Regions from separate parts of the Mus musculus genome. Here region 1 is linked to region 2. A link is a contact called in public HiChIP or PLAC-seq data. All regions are on one chromosome and are shown on one strand. The core of a region is the stretch at or near the end of the contact, and the rest is flanking DNA. Distances in the headings are between cores, read along the strand shown.

What was found. HiChIP or PLAC-seq counts read pairs in DNA pulled down with a chosen protein or histone mark.
Region 1: a contact with region 2 is called in a FOXA1 HiChIP or PLAC-seq map of pancreatic cancer cells. The contact joins two enhancer-like sites. A contact is called at or near these places in 2 of 115 datasets of contacts at active chromatin or transcription factors (embryonic stem cells and pancreatic cancer cells).

The regions. Positions count from the first base shown.
Region 1 is chr4:109,429,555-109,432,733 of GRCm38.p6, forward strand. Ttc39a (tetratricopeptide repeat domain 39A) reads left to right here. Exons shown (of 18, transcript NM_153392.2): 9 at 1,302-1,410; 10 at 1,837-1,904; 11 at 1,985-2,044. Among named protein-coding and RNA genes, the nearest start is that of Ttc39a, 24 kb to the left of the region's middle. Within about 2 kb of position 1,422, at least 53 of the 459 cell types and tissues checked have an H3K27ac peak or open chromatin away from gene starts, as enhancers often do. A contact at or near this core is called in pancreatic cancer cells, where this site is marked.
Region 2 is chr4:108,889,294-108,892,316 of GRCm38.p6, forward strand. Rab3b (RAB3B, member RAS oncogene family) reads left to right here. Exons shown (of 5, transcript NM_023537.5): 2 at 1,015-1,242. The coding sequence starts at 1,015. Among named protein-coding and RNA genes, the nearest start is that of Rab3b, 12 kb to the left of the region's middle. Within about 2 kb of position 1,693, at least 9 of the 459 cell types and tissues checked have an H3K27ac peak or open chromatin away from gene starts, as enhancers often do. A contact at or near this core is called in pancreatic cancer cells, where this site is marked.

The DNA.
Region 1 (3,179 bases), core at 172-2,671, 540 kb after region 2:
TGCAGGGGTCCCTTCTGTGCAACAGACGTTGAGAAGAACCAGGAGACTCACTGAGGCCAAGACCTGGCACACCAGCAGGGGTTGGGGGAGCAGAGCAGGGAAGTCCCCTTCAGGATGCAGCCAGTGTGGTGAACAGAGCACTGTCCTGGACGTCAGGAGTCATCCCCAGCCTCCTCCCCACGATGCTAGACAATTCCCCTTTCTCCATGAACCTCCTCTCTGTAAAATAAGAGGCTTCATATTGTCCTGAAGATGCTGAGGGAGATAGTTTCTCTAGCCGTCCTGATATCAGACACATATCACTAGTTTATGGTTTATCTGTTATTTTTTTTCCCAAAATGACATCATTTTTTACCTAAATGTATTTAAAGGAGATGTTATTATGCAAAATCCACCTAATTTAATCATGGAAAAAAAATCATTAAGAGGCCCATACAAAGCCAGGCCTGCTGGCTCACAGCTTGAATGCTAGCACTTCGAAGACAGAGGTAGAGGCAGGAGGATCTCTGAGTTCAAGGCCAGCAGCCTGGTCTATAGAGTGAGTTTCAGGGCAGTTATTAGATATACTTGGTGAGACCCTTTCTCAACAAACAAACACAAAGCATGACACATAACAGTCTTCAGAAGGGGCTGGAGAGATGGCTCAGAGGTTAAGAGCACTGACTGCTCTTCCAGAGGTCCTGAGTTCAATTCTCAACAATCACATGGTGGCTCATAGCCATCTATAATGAAATCTGGTGCCCTCTTCTGGTGTGCATACATACATGCATGTAGTGTGCTATATAGTAAATAAATCTTAAAAAAGAAGAAGAAAAAATAGCGATAAGGTTGGCCACGGCTCTGCCTGTTTCGCTTCTCGTTGTGGGTGAGAGCTGAGTTGTGTGAGCCCCATCCTTGGCCCTGGGAAACCCCCACAGCTGGAGGCTTCAGGGCCCCGTGTGTTGCTCCCTAGAGCAGGCAGTTGGATAGGGAGGTCTCAGGTGGGAAGGTCAACCCTAGCCTGTTCGGGCGCAGCAATTCCCCCAGCAGAGAAGCTGTGGAGGGTTTGAGGCAGGCCAGGCCTATATTTGAGAAGATGGAGACTACACACACAGGTTAGGTCTGGTCACAGAGATGTTCTGGAACATTCTCCCCCAGCAAGCCTTTCAAGGCCCCAGGCTTCTGGAACCATCAGTACCAGATTGTGGTTAGGGTTATTTTCCTCAAGCTATTCCTTCTCCCCTCCCCATCGCTCCACCTGCACGCACTCTTGACCCCCTCATGGGGGTCTCATGACTGCCAGCCTCTCTTCTTGTCCCCAGGACTATGGGCTGCTGCAGCTGGAGGAGGGCGCAACCGGACACAGCTTCCGTGCAGTGCTGTGCGTCATGCTGTTGCTGTGTTATCACACCTTCCTCACCTTCGTGCTCGGTAGGAGGCCCAGTGTGCAAGAGGGCGGGCTCCCGGGTGAGAGGCTGCACACCCTGCTCAGGCACGCAGGACTGGGGCCGAGCCAGGTCTGCAGCCTGCATCTGGCTTACTGAACAGCAATTTCCTCTCTCTGTGGGTTCCATCTGTGAAATGGGGGCGATTGCGCCACCTTGTGGAAAGTATGAAGATGCTGTCCCTCCTGGGTGCAGACTGAAAAGTGGCCTCCAGATTATTGAGCCTGTGATGTGACCCGGCAGTATCCACATTAGCTTGTTTAAGCCTCCTATCACTCTAGAGATAGGAGGAATCATTGTACCATCCCACAAGGGAAAGGCAGAGGCCCCAAGAAGGCTTTGGCAGGTTGTTAGAGGGAGCGCAGGCCCCAGCAACGGTTACCCGAGCAATGTACCTCCCTGCCACCTCCAGGTACTGGGAATGTCAACATCGAGGAGGCAGAGAAGCTGCTGAAGCCCTACCTGAACCGATACCCCAAGGTGAGACCAGTCCCTGCTGGGCACTCCCACCCCACCAGTACCCAGTGGACCCACCCGGATCCTCACGAGTATCATTGCAGGGCGCCATCTTCCTGTTCTTTGCTGGGCGGATTGAAGCTATCAAAGGAAATATTGATGCTGTGAGTGATGTGGGGCTTTCTTGGGGTATCCCAGCCCAGCAAGACGTTAGATACATAGAGGCCATACTCGGGGATAGGGTGAGCCCAGGAAGGGGCAGGGGTAGGAGAAGCATTCTGTCAGAGGTGGTCTGGGAGGAGAGAGGTGCCTTTTGATAGGAAGATATAGGATTCTGACATTCCTGATCAGGAAAAGCTGCTGTCCCCCCGGGGCATGGGTGACTAGGCTGGATTCGGTGAATAGGGTAGGGGTGGGAGTGAGGAAGGAGGAGAAAGGGCCATGGAAAGGGATTGGGCAATGTTTTTCAACCTGTGGGTCATGACCCTTTTGGGGCCAAATGACCCTTTCACGGGAGTCACCTAAGACCATCAGAAGAAAACTTTAGATATTTACAGTTCACAACAGTAACAAAATTACAGTTATGAAGTAGCAATGAAAATAATTGTATGGTTGGGAATCACTACAACACGAGGAACTGTATTAAAAGGTCACAGCATTAGTAAGGGTGAGAACCACTGAGCTAGAGACAGGGAAGGTCACAGCCATGGCAAAGCTCAGAGAACTATGCCAATATAGAAGGCTACATTCCAGAGTCCTGGAAATCTCCAGCGAGCCCTCGCAGGATAAATCCCTGGCTGTGAGTAACCATGGAAACTACTGGACTCTTTGGTGTTCTTTCTGAGGTCCAGACATTATTGTATTAGTATATTAACACCTTCTGGGACTGGATGGATGGCCCAGTTGGTAAGCTGCTTGGCACAAAAGGATAAGACCTGAGTTTAGTCCCCAGCACCCATGTGAAAAAGCCAGACATGGTGGCATGAGGTTTGTTGACCAGCCAGCCTAGCCTAATCGGGGAACCCCAGGTCTCAGCGAGAAACCCTGTCTCAAGATAAAGATGGATAGCTCCTGAGGAAAGGTGCTTGGGGTTGGCTCCACCCACATCCATGCCCACGTGCACACAGGGATGGGAGAATTACAGCCTCAACAGCTTGTACCTTCTGTCCCCTCCCCCAGTGTGCTCTGCTCGGAGCTCTCACTCAGGGACCAGATCTCTAGAATCCATACGAGGGGGCAAGCATCATGGATCGTCAATGAGGCTTAGTGTCGCGCCAGTACAGGAAGCCAGATTCCCTG
Region 2 (3,023 bases), core at 443-2,942:
CTCTCACTTGAGTTTTTGATCTTAGCCATTCTGATTGATGTAAGGTGGAATCTTAGGGTCATTTTGACTTACATTTCTGTTGAACTTCTTTAAATGCTTCTTGGCCATTCAAGATTCCTCTGTTGAGAATTTTCTGTTTAACTCTGTACCCCACTTTTTAATTGGGTTATTTGGGGTTTTTTGAGGTTAACTTGTTGAGTTCTTTAAATATTTTGGATATTAACCCTTATCAAATGTAGGGTTAGTGAATATCCTTTCCCAATCTGTAGGTTGCTGTTTTGTCTTATTGACAGTGTCCTTTGCCTTACAGAAGATTTTTAGTTTCATGAAGCTCAGTGAGATGGGAGTGGGTAACTGGTTGGGTGGGAATCATTCTCTCAGAGGCAAAGGGGAGGGAGTATGGGGTAAAGAACTCTTGGAGGGGGGACCAAGAAGGGGGGCAATTTTTGGAATGCAAATTAATAAAACAATTTTAAAAAAGAGTTGTGTGTTTAGTCAGTTTTGTGTGTGTGTGTGAACTTGGAACTGTTAAAAACTGTTCAGGTTTTAACTGTCGAGCTGTGAGGCACCAAACATTTTTACACACAGAGAATGACAGTTCAATACTGAGCTTGCCCCCTCCCCCCAGAAGACTCTCTGTGATCACCAGGTCTCCAGAGTACACCAGGGCTTACCTGACTTGTCATCTATCTGCTGTTCTGCTAATCATGTTTTCCATTCTTGTATTGTTTTCTGTGGCAACCTAGACATCAGTCACGGTGTCTGATTCATATTTGAACACCCCCCACCCCACCCCGGCGCTCAGCACAGGGCTCACCCCAGAGCAAACTGCTCAGTAAATACTTGTTGAAAGAATGAATGGGAGGAGCTGGGTTCCACCCCAATCCTGAAACAACATTTGGGGCAGGGACAGAGGTGGGGAAGTTCTGCTTATGTAGTATTTCTTCTACGATGGCAGGTGACCATTAGGAGGTCACTAAGTCACAGCAGAGTGACCACAGGTCTCTCTTACAGATGGCTTCAGTGACTGATGGTAAGACTGGAATCAAAGATGCCTCCGACCAGAACTTTGACTACATGTTCAAACTGCTCATCATTGGCAACAGCAGCGTCGGGAAGACCTCCTTCCTTTTCCGCTATGCTGATGACACCTTCACCCCTGCCTTTGTCAGCACTGTGGGTATCGACTTCAAAGTGAAGACAGTCTACCGCCATGAGAAGCGTGTGAAGCTGCAGATATGGGTGAGTGCTGGGCACCGTGGGCAGAATGAGATAGAACTAGTTGTCAATACAAGGTCAAGGAGGTAGGGCTGCTTTGTGACCTCCGTGTCTTACAGCATCAGATATCAATGCTGTTTCAGAGGAGTGACCAAGAAACCAGACATGAGGATTACAGACCCTAATTCTACTTCTCCTACTTATAAGCCATGGAACCACGACTAAGTTATTTAACCCTCTGGAGCACCCCTTCCTTCAGAGGGGATTACGATCTCATCTAAATACTTAGTGTCATTTCTGGGACACAGTACGTGTACCATAGATATTCATTATGGATTAACTATCTATTGTTGCATAACAAATTGCTCCATGGTGAAAACCAAGAGAAATAATTGATCAGCTCACAGCTGCAGTGGGTCTAACGGTAGGGGCAGCTTGGAGCTTTTCATGAAGTGTAGCCAAATATTGGCTTGAATTGCAAGCAGCTGAAGGATGGACTGGTGCGAGAGGATCCACTTCCAAGGTTGCTGGCTTACTCACACGTCTGGTGCTGGCTGTTGGCAGAAGGCCTTCCCTCCTTCCCATCTGGCTCTCTTAGCATCTTCATAGAGCTACTTCAGCATCTTCATTGTATGACAGCTGTTCTTCCACGGTGTGCGAGCTAAGAAACCAAAGAAATGGCAATGTCTGTTATATAGCCTTTGAGTATTCTCTTGGTCACTGATAGAATGCGGGAAGAAACCACAGAGAGAGTCCAAATCCTCCAAATTGGAGGACTGGCAGTCTTGGAAGTTGGAGACTTAACTACTATTGCTATCTACTAATGGTACTAAGAAAATACACACTTATTTCAGAAGCTTGTCAGAGTACTTAGCAGTAACTTAGCACTGCACTTGGAAATCTTGAAAATTTGTGAAAGTATTCAAAACACATAATGTGTTATCATCTATTATACTTATTAAATGTATAATATATTGTACATATGTCTTAATGGAAGAGTCTACATCTATTTTTTTAAAAATTATTTCTCATATATATATGACTGTTATGAGGAATATAGCATTTTTTTTTGAGACAGGATGTCATTTTGTAGCCTTGGCTGGCCTTGAACTTACTACGGAGATCTACCTCTTTCTGCCTCTTGATTGTTGGGATTAAAGGGTTCTCCAATTGTGGTACAACCACACTAGCAACACTTGGGGATTTATTAGAAATTCACTCTTTGACCTCACCACAAGCATAAGGAATCCAAAATGCTGGTGGTAGGACCCAAAAATCTGGGCTAGCAGGTGGTTTTAAGGCAGGGTAGAATTGAAGAACTGCTGATGTGATCTAACTACCTAGGTTTAAATACTTGGTCCCCAGTTGGTAGAACTGACTGTGAAGGATTCGGGAGTGTGGCCTTATTGGAGAAGCTGTGTGTGTCAATGAGGGTAGGCTCTGAGTTTTGGGAGCTCCTCACATTCCCAGTTATCTTTCTCTACCTTGTGCTTGTGGATGGAGATGCAAGCCTTCAGCTACTGCTCCATGCCATATCTGCCTGCCTCTTGCCAGGTTACCCCCAAGTTGAACACTTTTTAAAATAGGTTGTGGTAGTCATGGTGTTTTGTCACAGCAATTAAAAAGTCACTAGGCAGTAACAAGTACCACAGACTAGGTGGCTTAAGCAGCAGAAAAGGTTTTCTCACGGTTCTACAGGAAGTCCAAGATCAGGGTACAGGCAGGGTGGTAAATGATACGTTTCTCCTGTGTACCCCTAAGCCCTTCCATCTGCATGGCTGTGCAGGAGAAACGACATTGAAGGT